Linked DNA regions of Zea mays: region 2 is linked to region 1. The links are chromatin contacts, called in public Hi-C maps. All regions are on one chromosome and are shown on one strand. Each heading gives the region's core, a stretch centred on a gene start, on an enhancer-like site or on the middle of the called end of the contact. The rest is flanking DNA. Distances are from core to core; before and after follow the strand shown.

Region 1 (5,056 bases), core at 1,199-3,698:
ACATGCGCGTGGAGTCGCGCAGCTAGTGGAGATCGCAGCGCAGGAAGCGGAGAGGCTGTTGGGGAGGAAGAAGACGACTCGAACGCAGAGTGTGACGTGTGGGACCCGGCTGACAGAGAGAGCGGTGGAAGAAAAACATGGACGTAAGCGTATGACTGCCAGGTGGGACCCTCAGGTCGGCGCCGAGTTGAGGGGTGGAGGCTGGGCCGCGCGGTGTAGTGATGTAATGGGCCGAACGCATGAAGTTGGCCCAACTGCATTTTTTTTATTTTCTGTTTTCCCTTTCTCATTTTAAATTTAAATTCCAAACTCAAATCTTGTGATAAATGTTCCTCAGATTAAAAATACAATTTGAACATACCCAATCTGTGATGAATTTATTTATTTATAAATTTATTTTGTGTTATGTAATATTTCTTCCTCCACTGCTAAGTTCTAGATTTTCTTTTAATTTCTAAATTCTCCTTTGGAACTTTAATATATTTCTTTTCATATGATGTTTATATTGTCACAAGATGCACACAAAAAAATGAAAACCAGCATGATGCATAATTTAGGGACATATATCTTATTAATTAATTTGTTTTTTTTAATTATGGTGTTCACATGTGATGGTGCATAAAGGTCACAAAATACTGAGTTCATCTCTATCTTCACTTTTACGCTTTTGGGTATTACACTTTTGCAAAGTTTAAACTGATGGATTATATAATGGTAAGTGCATAACTTTTTCTATTATATAAATATATGTAACTTTCTATCTTTAACGTATACAACTTTATATCTAACTTTCTATCTTTCACGTACATACCATTCTATATTTAACGCAAGTTTTATTATTATTATTATTTTCCCGGCCGATCCCCCATCCCCTCATCACCTCTGCTTCCGCGAAACAACGCTCCGAATTCAACAGTGCCTAAATTAAGTGACAGAACCCTAAACTTTCATATGACTACTATATAGCATGTGTTACACACGATCCCGAGGAGATGATCGATGATGGCGGTGGAGCAAGTGAGGAGAGGGGGAAGGGAAGGGAAGGGAAGGGAAGGGATGAGGGATGATTCATATAAAGTAGTTCATGGGGAAGGGAGATGAGTTATTCAACTATCTGGACCGTTGATTTTGATAGTGTGTTAAGTTTGAGTACAATATGTTAGGTGAATTTAGTGGGGATAATGAGTATGGGGTGATTTGGTTGTGTGATTTTTGCAAAGTTTAAACTGATGGATTATATAGTGGTAAGAGCATAACTCTTTTCTATTATATAAATATGTGTAACTTTCTATCTTTAACGTATACAACTTTATATCTAACTTTCTATCTTTCACGTACATACCATTCTATATTTAACGCAAGTTTTATTATTATTATTATTTTCCCGGCCGGTCCCCCATCCCCTCATCACCTCTGCTTCCACGAAACAACGCTCTGAATTCAACAGTGCCTAAATTAAGTGACAGAACCCTAAACTTTCATATGACTACTATATAGCATGTGTTACACACGATCCCGAGGAGATGATCGATGATGGCGGTGGAGCAAGTGAGGAGAGGGGGAAGGGAAGGGAAGGGAAGGGAAGGGATGAGGGATGATTCATATAAAGTAGTTCATGGGGAAGGGAGATGAGTTATTCAACTATCTGGACCGTTGATTTTGATAGTGTGTTAAGTTTGAGTACAATATGTTAGGTGAATTTAGTGGGGATAATGAGTATGGGGTGATTTGGTTGTGTGATTTTTGCAAAGTTTAAACTGATGGATTATATAGTGGTAAGAGCATAACTCTTTTCTATTATATAAATATATGTAACTTTCTATTTTTAACGTATACAACTTTATATCTAACTTTCTATCTTTAACGTACATACCATTCTATATTTAACACAAGTTTTTTTATTATTTTCCCCACCGGTCCCCCTTTCTCTCATCACCTGTGCTTCGACGAAACCACGCTCTGAATTCAAAAGTTTAGCGCTGCTAAAAAGCAGTGCAACTGACATCCGGGCACATTGAATGAGTAGAGAAAGCGCTGTAGAAACGTACGCCTTGACCGGCTGAGGCGCAACGCAAGCAGCGCGGCTCCAAGCTGGCGCCACCCGCGAACTGCGTCTGCAACCAACGGCGTCGGCTCTAGCTCACGCTCAACTCGAGCACGCGGACTCGCCTCGCGCTCAACGTGAGCATATGCATGGGCCGCCCGGCATCTCTTCTCTGGCTGGTCCTGTCCTGTCATCAAACCTGACCTGACCACTCTCCGGCTCCGCTCGTTGGAACGGCGGCACACACGACATCACGGTGTCGCGTACGTGAGGCTACACCGTTGGATTGGTTGGTAGGTCAGTTCACCGACGGCCGTGATTAACTGATTCAGGATTCTTTTACAAATTAATTAAAACGAGAGAGATATAGCCACGTTAACACTATGTTGTGTTATTAATTAAACAAAAGCCATTATATTTCCCCCTTCTGAGTTTCCCTATTTATAATCATCCTCTATCTTGGCCCCATCGCGCGGCTCAGCTTTCCAGATTTCCTCCGGCGAGAGAGAGGAACCAGTAGTAAAACACAAGATACATAGATGCTACGACTGTGCTAGTGAGCTGTGAGATCGAGAGAACACACTCTCCAGCAGCACGGCAACATGTCTTGCATAGGTTCCTCTTGCACCGCAACCAACAAGGTAATATACATGAGAAACACTTCTGCCGCTCTCGATGGATCCGTGCGTGCGTAGAACGAATTTCTACCACAGTATAGTAGCTGGTTCATATTCATCCATATCTAGATGTTTATTTGTGCTCTATAAATCCAGGCAATATATAGCTTCTGATCTCCTTGAAAAAGGGTCTCTATCCCTCTTGAGCGACTTTTTTCCCCATCCTAGTATGTTAGGCTATAAATTCATCATGGCTTATATGATTGTTTTTTTTCTAAGTTTAGTTTCAGATCTCCGGTTTCCCTCGTGGACGTATGAACCGTAGTACACGTGTGCAATCGACAGCTCTGGATCATGTTGCCGAAACGTTTCTTGCGCGTTATTATGTTCGTACATGTTTTGCGTTTCAGGTACACGTGTGTAATCGACAGCTCTGGATCGTGTTGCCGAAACATTTCTTGCACGTTATCATGTCCATACATGGTTTGCGTTTTAGGTACTAATGGGATATTTCAACTAGAGCCACGTACGCAACAATAACGGTTAACGGTCTCTAGTTTTTGGATCCGTGCGACTTCTTTTACCTAGCTAGTTTTTAGTTAGTAATGCCCCACAAGGTTATCATGGGTATCTATCTAGATCTAAAATTGTTAACCGGTGCTTTCTATGAGCGACCTTTTTCTATTCCAATTTCATTCAACTGTAGGTCCACCATGGCATATATATGTTTGTTTCCTAAGTTTAGTTCAAGATCTACTTTTTTTCTCATGAGCATGTATGGGTCGTGGTACACGTGTGTAACCAATTATTTTGGAACGTGCTATTAAAGGGTTTCTTATGCGTTGTCGTGTTCATACATGTTTGTGTTTCAGGTAGTAAGGGATATTTCGACCATATATAGGCACATATGCAACAATAACGGTTGTAACGGCCTCTGGTTTTTGGATCCTTGCAACTTATTTCAACTGTTTTTAAAACTAAAGCCACTACAACTGTTTTTGTTGCATATGTGCTTCTGGTTTAAGGATCCCTAGTCATTACCTAAAATACAAACATATGTACGGACACAATAACACATAAAAACCCTTTAATAGCACATTCCAAAACAATTGGCTACACACGTGTACCATGGTTCATATGTGCTCATGAGAAAAAGGTCTTGAACTAAACCTAGGAAACAAACATATAAGCCATGATGGATCTACAGTCCAACAAAAATAGAATATAAAAAGGTTGCTAGTAGAAAGCACTATTTAACAGTTTTAGATCTAGATAGCACTCATTAACAATTTTAGATCTAGATAGATACACATGCTTTAGTTTTCGGATCCGTGCAACTTATTTTACCTATTTTTTAAAATAAAGTCCCGCAAAGTTATCATAGGTATCTATCTATATCTAAAATTATTAATTCTTGCTTTCTTTCAATGGCTTATTTTTATCCTAGTTTTATTAGACTGTAGATTCCTCGTGGCATATATGGTTGTTTTTAATTTCAAATATCTAGTTTTCCTCATGGACATATGAACCGTGGTACACGTGTGTAACCAATTGCTCTAGATTGTGTTGTGAAAACGTTTCTTACACGTTATCATGTCCGTACATGTTTGCGTTTCAGGTAGTAAGGGATATTTGAACTAGAGCCACATATGCAACAATAACGTTTAACGGTCTCTGGTTTTTGGATATGTGCAACTTCTTTTACCTGTTTTCTTAGTAAAGTCCCACAAGGTTATCATGGATATCTATCTAGATCTAAAATTGTTTATTAATGCTATCTATATCTAAAAGTGTTAATATATGCGTTTTCTAAGCGACAACTTTTTATTCTAGTCTTGTTCGACTCTAGTTTCTTATTTGTTTGTTTCCTAAGGTTAGACCAAGATCTACTTTTTCTGTCATGAACATGTATATGAAGCATGGTACACGTGCGTAACCAATTATTTTAGAACGTGCTATTAAATTGGTTTTATGTGTTAGTTTGTACATGTTTGTGTTTTAGGTAATAATTAGAGATATTTAAACCAGAGGCATCTATGCAACAATAACGGTTGTAACGACCTCTAGTTTTTGGATCCATGCAACTATTTATCTTTTTTAAATAAAGTCCCACAAGGTTATCACGGGTATCTATCTGGATCTAAATTTGTTGATTGGTGCTATCAAGATCTAAAATTGTTAATCGATGCTTTCTCTAAGTCATCTTTTTGTTCCAATTTCGTTTGACTGTAGATCTGTCATGTATGAACCGTGGTACACGTGTGTAACCAATTGTTTTGGAATATTCTATTAAAAGGTTTCTTATGCGTTATCGTTCATACATGTTGATGTTTCAGATAATAATTAGGGATATTTAAACCAGAGGCGCGTATGCAACAATAACAGTTGTAACGAC
Region 2 (5,056 bases), core at 1,737-4,236, 340 kb after region 1:
AATTAGATTATTGTCCAGTTAGAGGTTCCTAAACCTACGCTGATTAGTAAGTTGAGGGACGAGCTTATGTAATACGCTAATTCAAGTACATGCATGGTGCTTGTCACAAGTTTGAGTACCGTTAGCGGATTTGGATCAGAGAAAAACTTAGGAATTTCTAAGGAATTAAAATTTGAATGTTTCATGCTAAACACTTTTTTCCTTTATGGAACACAAAAAATATAGGAATTTCTAAGGGATTGTAACTTAGAAATTCCATGTAAAACCATTCATGTAACTTTTTTATTGACAACCCTTTTATTTGGTTCTTAAACATTTTTTGTTATCTTTATATGTGTGTAACAAAAGAACGCTAGAAGTGGCTAAACAGTCTAACACTAGGTTGTGAAGTTGTACTTTCTATAGAAACACTAGGTTGTGAAGTTGTACTTTCTATAGAATCAAATACTGTGCTCCACCTATCAACCTTTACTAAAACATCTGATACATAATGCAAGAAAATGTTACGTTTCAAGATGATAAAAGATATTATGTTTCACAAAATAAGACCAAAGATTCTATCTTTTTCAATTCTTTTTCTTCATGCTTGCCTTCTTCATGAATATTTTCCCCTCCTATTTTTAATTGTCTAGAAAAGTTTTTATTTTACTTTTGCTCTTGCTTGTATCCAACCTCAGTATTTGGAGGGTGTTTAGATTCATCCAACTAATAGTGGAGTAATAGGTAAAGTTAATTGGGATAGATAAAAAACTTTCTAATTATAGGCACCTAGCTAATAATTATTTCGCTAGCTTGTTCGTCTGCCCTGCAGTAGTTGTTCGGACTGCTGCCGTTGTAATCCATAGAGACAAAATATTGTAGAAGCCGCAGCCGGATTAAAGCCGCAGTGAACAAGTTTAGCGACGCGGAAATACACTTTTATCCTTCTACAATCTACATACCTTTTCTCGTATGCTTTACAACTGTGGTATTACATACAAAACCATCAATATTCTATTTTATGGCCTTGCTTTCTTGATGCAAGAGACATTTTATCCACAAATTGCATGATAATGCCAGCACGTCTTCTATATTTTAGGTAGCTGATTTTTTGATGTTCTTTATGAAACATTTTTTATTTTACTATAAAAATGTAGATTATCTCTTGTAAGTTATCCTTTTGATTGATTTGTTGCTTCTAAAACCATCTCAAGATTCGAAGTGTCTAGTATATATAGCAAGTTAGCAACTCCTTATTGACAATGTACCTTTGGACTGCACACGAAATCTGCAATTTTATTGAAGACAAATAATGTCAATGAAAAATGACATTACAATTCGGTACCGTAAGTACATGCACACACACACACGAAGAAATCAATCACACGGAGTAGGAGCCGAACCAAAACTAAGGCGCCTTAATCAAAAAAGCAATTAATTGTAGTAACACTATAACCATAAGCGCTTATACGGTGACCTCCACTCTGGGCTCGAAGGAGAATGCGGCCAGGAACTCGCTGGCCTCGCCGTCAGCATTGACGTACTTGGGCAGCTCCTCCCACTGGTTGCTGGCCACGTCGCACATGAAGCAGGCGTTGGCCTCGGCGGAGGTGACGCAGACCATGAGGCGGTCGCCGTGGCCGACGCAGTTGATGTCGGGGCGCGTGCCGTGGAATCCGTGCGACATGGCGGGCGGCATGGCGGCCACCTGCCGCCACGCGCCCCCGGCGAACTCCCAGACGCGCAGGCTGGCCGTGCCGAGGTATTCCGAAAGCACGACGGCGTAGGCCGCTGCGCCGCACGCGACGACGTCGATTGAGTACTCGAAGTAGACGGGGAGGATGCGGGGCAGCTCCGCGAAGGTGCGGCGCGCCGTGTCGCAGGCGACGACGGTGCCCGAGTAGCTGAGGAAGTAGGCAAAGGCGGCGTCGGCGTCGCCGTCGACGTCGCGGCGCACGACCACTGAGGAGGAGTACTGCTTAGACGCGCTGCGCTGCATGTTGGTGGACACGACGTCCCCGGACTTGCTGAGGAAGTAGACCGTGTCGTCGGGCGCCGGCGCGTCGGGGCAGGAGGAGTCCCCGGGCCTGCGGGCGAGCGGTAGGGGCCCCTCCCACGAGTCGCTGGAGGAGTCGTAGACCGCCATGGAGAGGTCGTCGGGGAGGTCGCCCGCGAAGAGGGCCACGCGGTAGGGACCGCCGGCGCCGTACATGGCGATGGCCTGTAGCTGGCGCGCGGCCTGCGGCGGCGAGGGGAGCGCGCGGGACGCGCCTGTGAGTGGGTTGGCGACGGTGAGCGCGCCCGTGGCCGGCGCGCGGTAGAGGACGAGGCCGGCCGACGCGGCCACGGGCACGGCTGCCCCCGGCGCGGCGTGGCAGCGGTTCCAGGTGCGGCCGGCGGCGTCGAAGGCGACGGGCGGGCGGGGCCCGGAGTCGGAGTCGGAGAGCATGAGGAACCACGGGTCCCGGGAGGGCACGCGGGCGCAGGCGTGGAGGAAGGTCGGGGACGCCGCGGCGGCGCGCCAGCGGCTGCAGACGGCGCGCAGGCGGAAGTAGGTGGCCGGCGGGAGGCGCGCGAGGACCCGCTCGAGCAAGTCGTCGTGGAGGGCCCCCAGGCCGGCGGGAGGCGTGGGCTTGCGCTTCCTGCCGTTGTTTGCCCGCGGCGCCTCCATGTGGCCACGTACGGCGGCTAGCTGGCTGCGAGATCTCTGAGAGAGGTGGAGCAAGACGGGGTGAGTTGTTTTTGTTACGCTCGTGATGTGGTGGAATTGGGAAGGAATTCTATCCAATTGCAATTGGGAGCGTGTGGAGGCGGGAAGCATCAGCAGCAGCAAGAACCATAAGCAAGTGCAGTAGCAGTACCTCGGGAGGAGACGGAGGCTCGGCGACCGGCGTGGTCGTGGAGGCGGCGGCGCTGTTCTTTTTGTCTGCGTTGACATGCAAAGAAAGGTCGCCAAGAAGCACTCCACTCCACGGGAGGTGGTGTGGTGGGGATCACAGTAGTAATCGCGAGTGGACTGCTGTCTGTCTGTAATAACTGTAAAGCCACCACCTCCTGCCTCCCTATTTATACCCGTGCCAGCACGGCCACGACAGTGTTCAAAAATAAAAAAAAAATACTAGTAGCTACTCATAGCAACTCCAAAAGTCTAGCTAAATTGATTAGTATATGCAAAAATAGTAAAATTAGGATTAAAATCCGATCCAACGGACTCTCTTTCTTGCTCGCTACTGTATCCTGCTCGCCATCCTATCGAGATCGTTAGGTATTTTTGCCGAGTCTGTCCGCCTCGCCATTCCCTCCTACCGTCACCTCTCTCGAGCCCTTGACGCCTGCAGCACCACTCCATCGCCCTGCCGTTCTCGTCGTCCTCTCGCCGCTTTCGTCCTCGCGTGCATAGGTAGATATGGCATGCCCAAGCTGGAAGGGGATTAACCGCAATACAGGGGAAGAGCATATCGATAATTTTTTTGGCCAATGTCGACAATGCAAGCTTATCAGCAAAAGTGTAAATGCTCGCTCCTCTTGTTTGTTTGTTTTACTAGCATTCTAATTTCCAGCTCATATGCTAGCACATTCTAAAAGTTGATCGATATCACGGCTCATGGACAAAAAAAATTCTCATGTCAGCAGTAAAAAGAGAGACATGTGAATTGTAGATTTATATTTTAATATAAACACATGTATCTTATTCACGTCAATTGAGAGGTGTTTTGAATATTTATAAACAATATTTAAAGACTCTCACTACCGGAATCCGAGTCTTTGCCGAGTGTTGGATTCTTTGCCGAGTGCCTTTTGTCGGGCACTCGGCAAAGAAGGTTTTGCCGAGAGCCGCACTCGGTAAAGTCAGGCTCTCGGCACAGAGACTCTTTACCGAGTGTTGAACACTCGGCAGAGGACAGCACTCGGCAAAGATGGGTTTGCCGAGTGTCAAACACTCGGCAAAGGGAGCTCTCGGCAAAAAGCCGTCAACAGCCGTCCCAAAGCTGACGGCCGTTAGTATTTGCCGAGTGCCAACCGTTGGTTCTCGGCAAAGATGCTTCTTTGCCGAGCGCCACGCAGCTGGCACTCGGCAAAGGAAGCTTTGCCGAGTGTCTTATTCAGACACTCGGCAAAGTATATTTTTATTTTTTTTGATTTTGCCTCCCAAACTTTTTGTGGTATGTTCCTACACTATGTAGACCTACATGTATCATTTGTGGACAATTATAACAGAGTTTTCAATCGTTAGTAGATTTAGTTCATTTTTTTGAAATTCTTCGGAAAATTCAAATTTGAACTGCAGGTCACTCGAAACTTGGAAAACCGTGCATGAAAAAATGATATTCATGTTACTTAGCATAAGTTACGACCGATTTCAGAAGCGTACCGGAAACTTCGAGCAACATGCTCACTAAACATGGTCGTCAACTTGGCATGCACATGTTTAAAAATTGTATAAAACACAAACAAAGTCAGAAAATCATGAAACTTGTCCACGTGTCATGATATCATATGTAGAGGCTGTGATAAAAATTTTAGAATGTTTGGAGAAAGTTGTGAGACACTATGTGTAGAAACCTAAGAGGACTACATATGAAATCATAGAGTTTCAATGTGAATCTCTTAGGTTTCTACACATAGTGTCTCACAACTTTCTCCAAACATTCTAAAATTTTTATCACAGCCTCTACATATGATATCATGACACGTGGACAAGTTTCATGATTTTCTGACTTTGTTTGTGTTTTATACAATTTTTAAACATGTGCATGCCAAGTTGACGGCCATGTTTAGTGAGCATGTTGCTCGAAGTTTCCGGTACGCTTCTGAAATCGGTCGTAACTTATGCTAAGTAACATGAATATCATTTTTTCATGCACGGTTTTCCACGTTTCGAGTGACCTGCAGTTCAAATTTGAATTTTCCGAAGAATTTCAAAAAAACGAACTAAATCTACTAACGATTGAAAACTCTGTTATAATTGTCCACAAATGATACATGTAGGTCTACATAGTGTAGGAACATACCACAAAAAGTTTGGGAGACAAAATCAAAAAAATAAAAATATACTTTGCCGAGTGTCTGAATAAGA

What was found. A called contact is a pair of places that touch in the nucleus more often than the background predicts.
Region 2: a Hi-C map of ear shows a contact between it and region 1, with 6 times the contacts expected there. The contact joins the promoter of LOC100382595 here to the promoter of LOC103636044 in region 1. A contact is called at or near these places in 3 of 25 Hi-C or Micro-C datasets (ear, leaf and tassel).

Annotation. Positions count from the first base shown.
Region 1 is chr1:69,703,550-69,708,605 of Zm-B73-REFERENCE-NAM-5.0, forward strand. It overlaps LOC103636044 (PLATZ transcription factor family protein), which reads left to right and starts at 2,449. Exons shown (of 4, transcript XM_008658404.4): 1 at 2,449-2,685. The coding sequence starts at 2,647.
Region 2 is chr1:70,046,760-70,051,815 of Zm-B73-REFERENCE-NAM-5.0, forward strand. It overlaps LOC100382595, which reads right to left and starts at 2,987. Exons shown (of 2, transcript NM_001175325.1): 1 at 2,841-2,987; 2 at 1,257-2,686. The coding sequence starts at 2,650. The coding sequence ends at 1,445.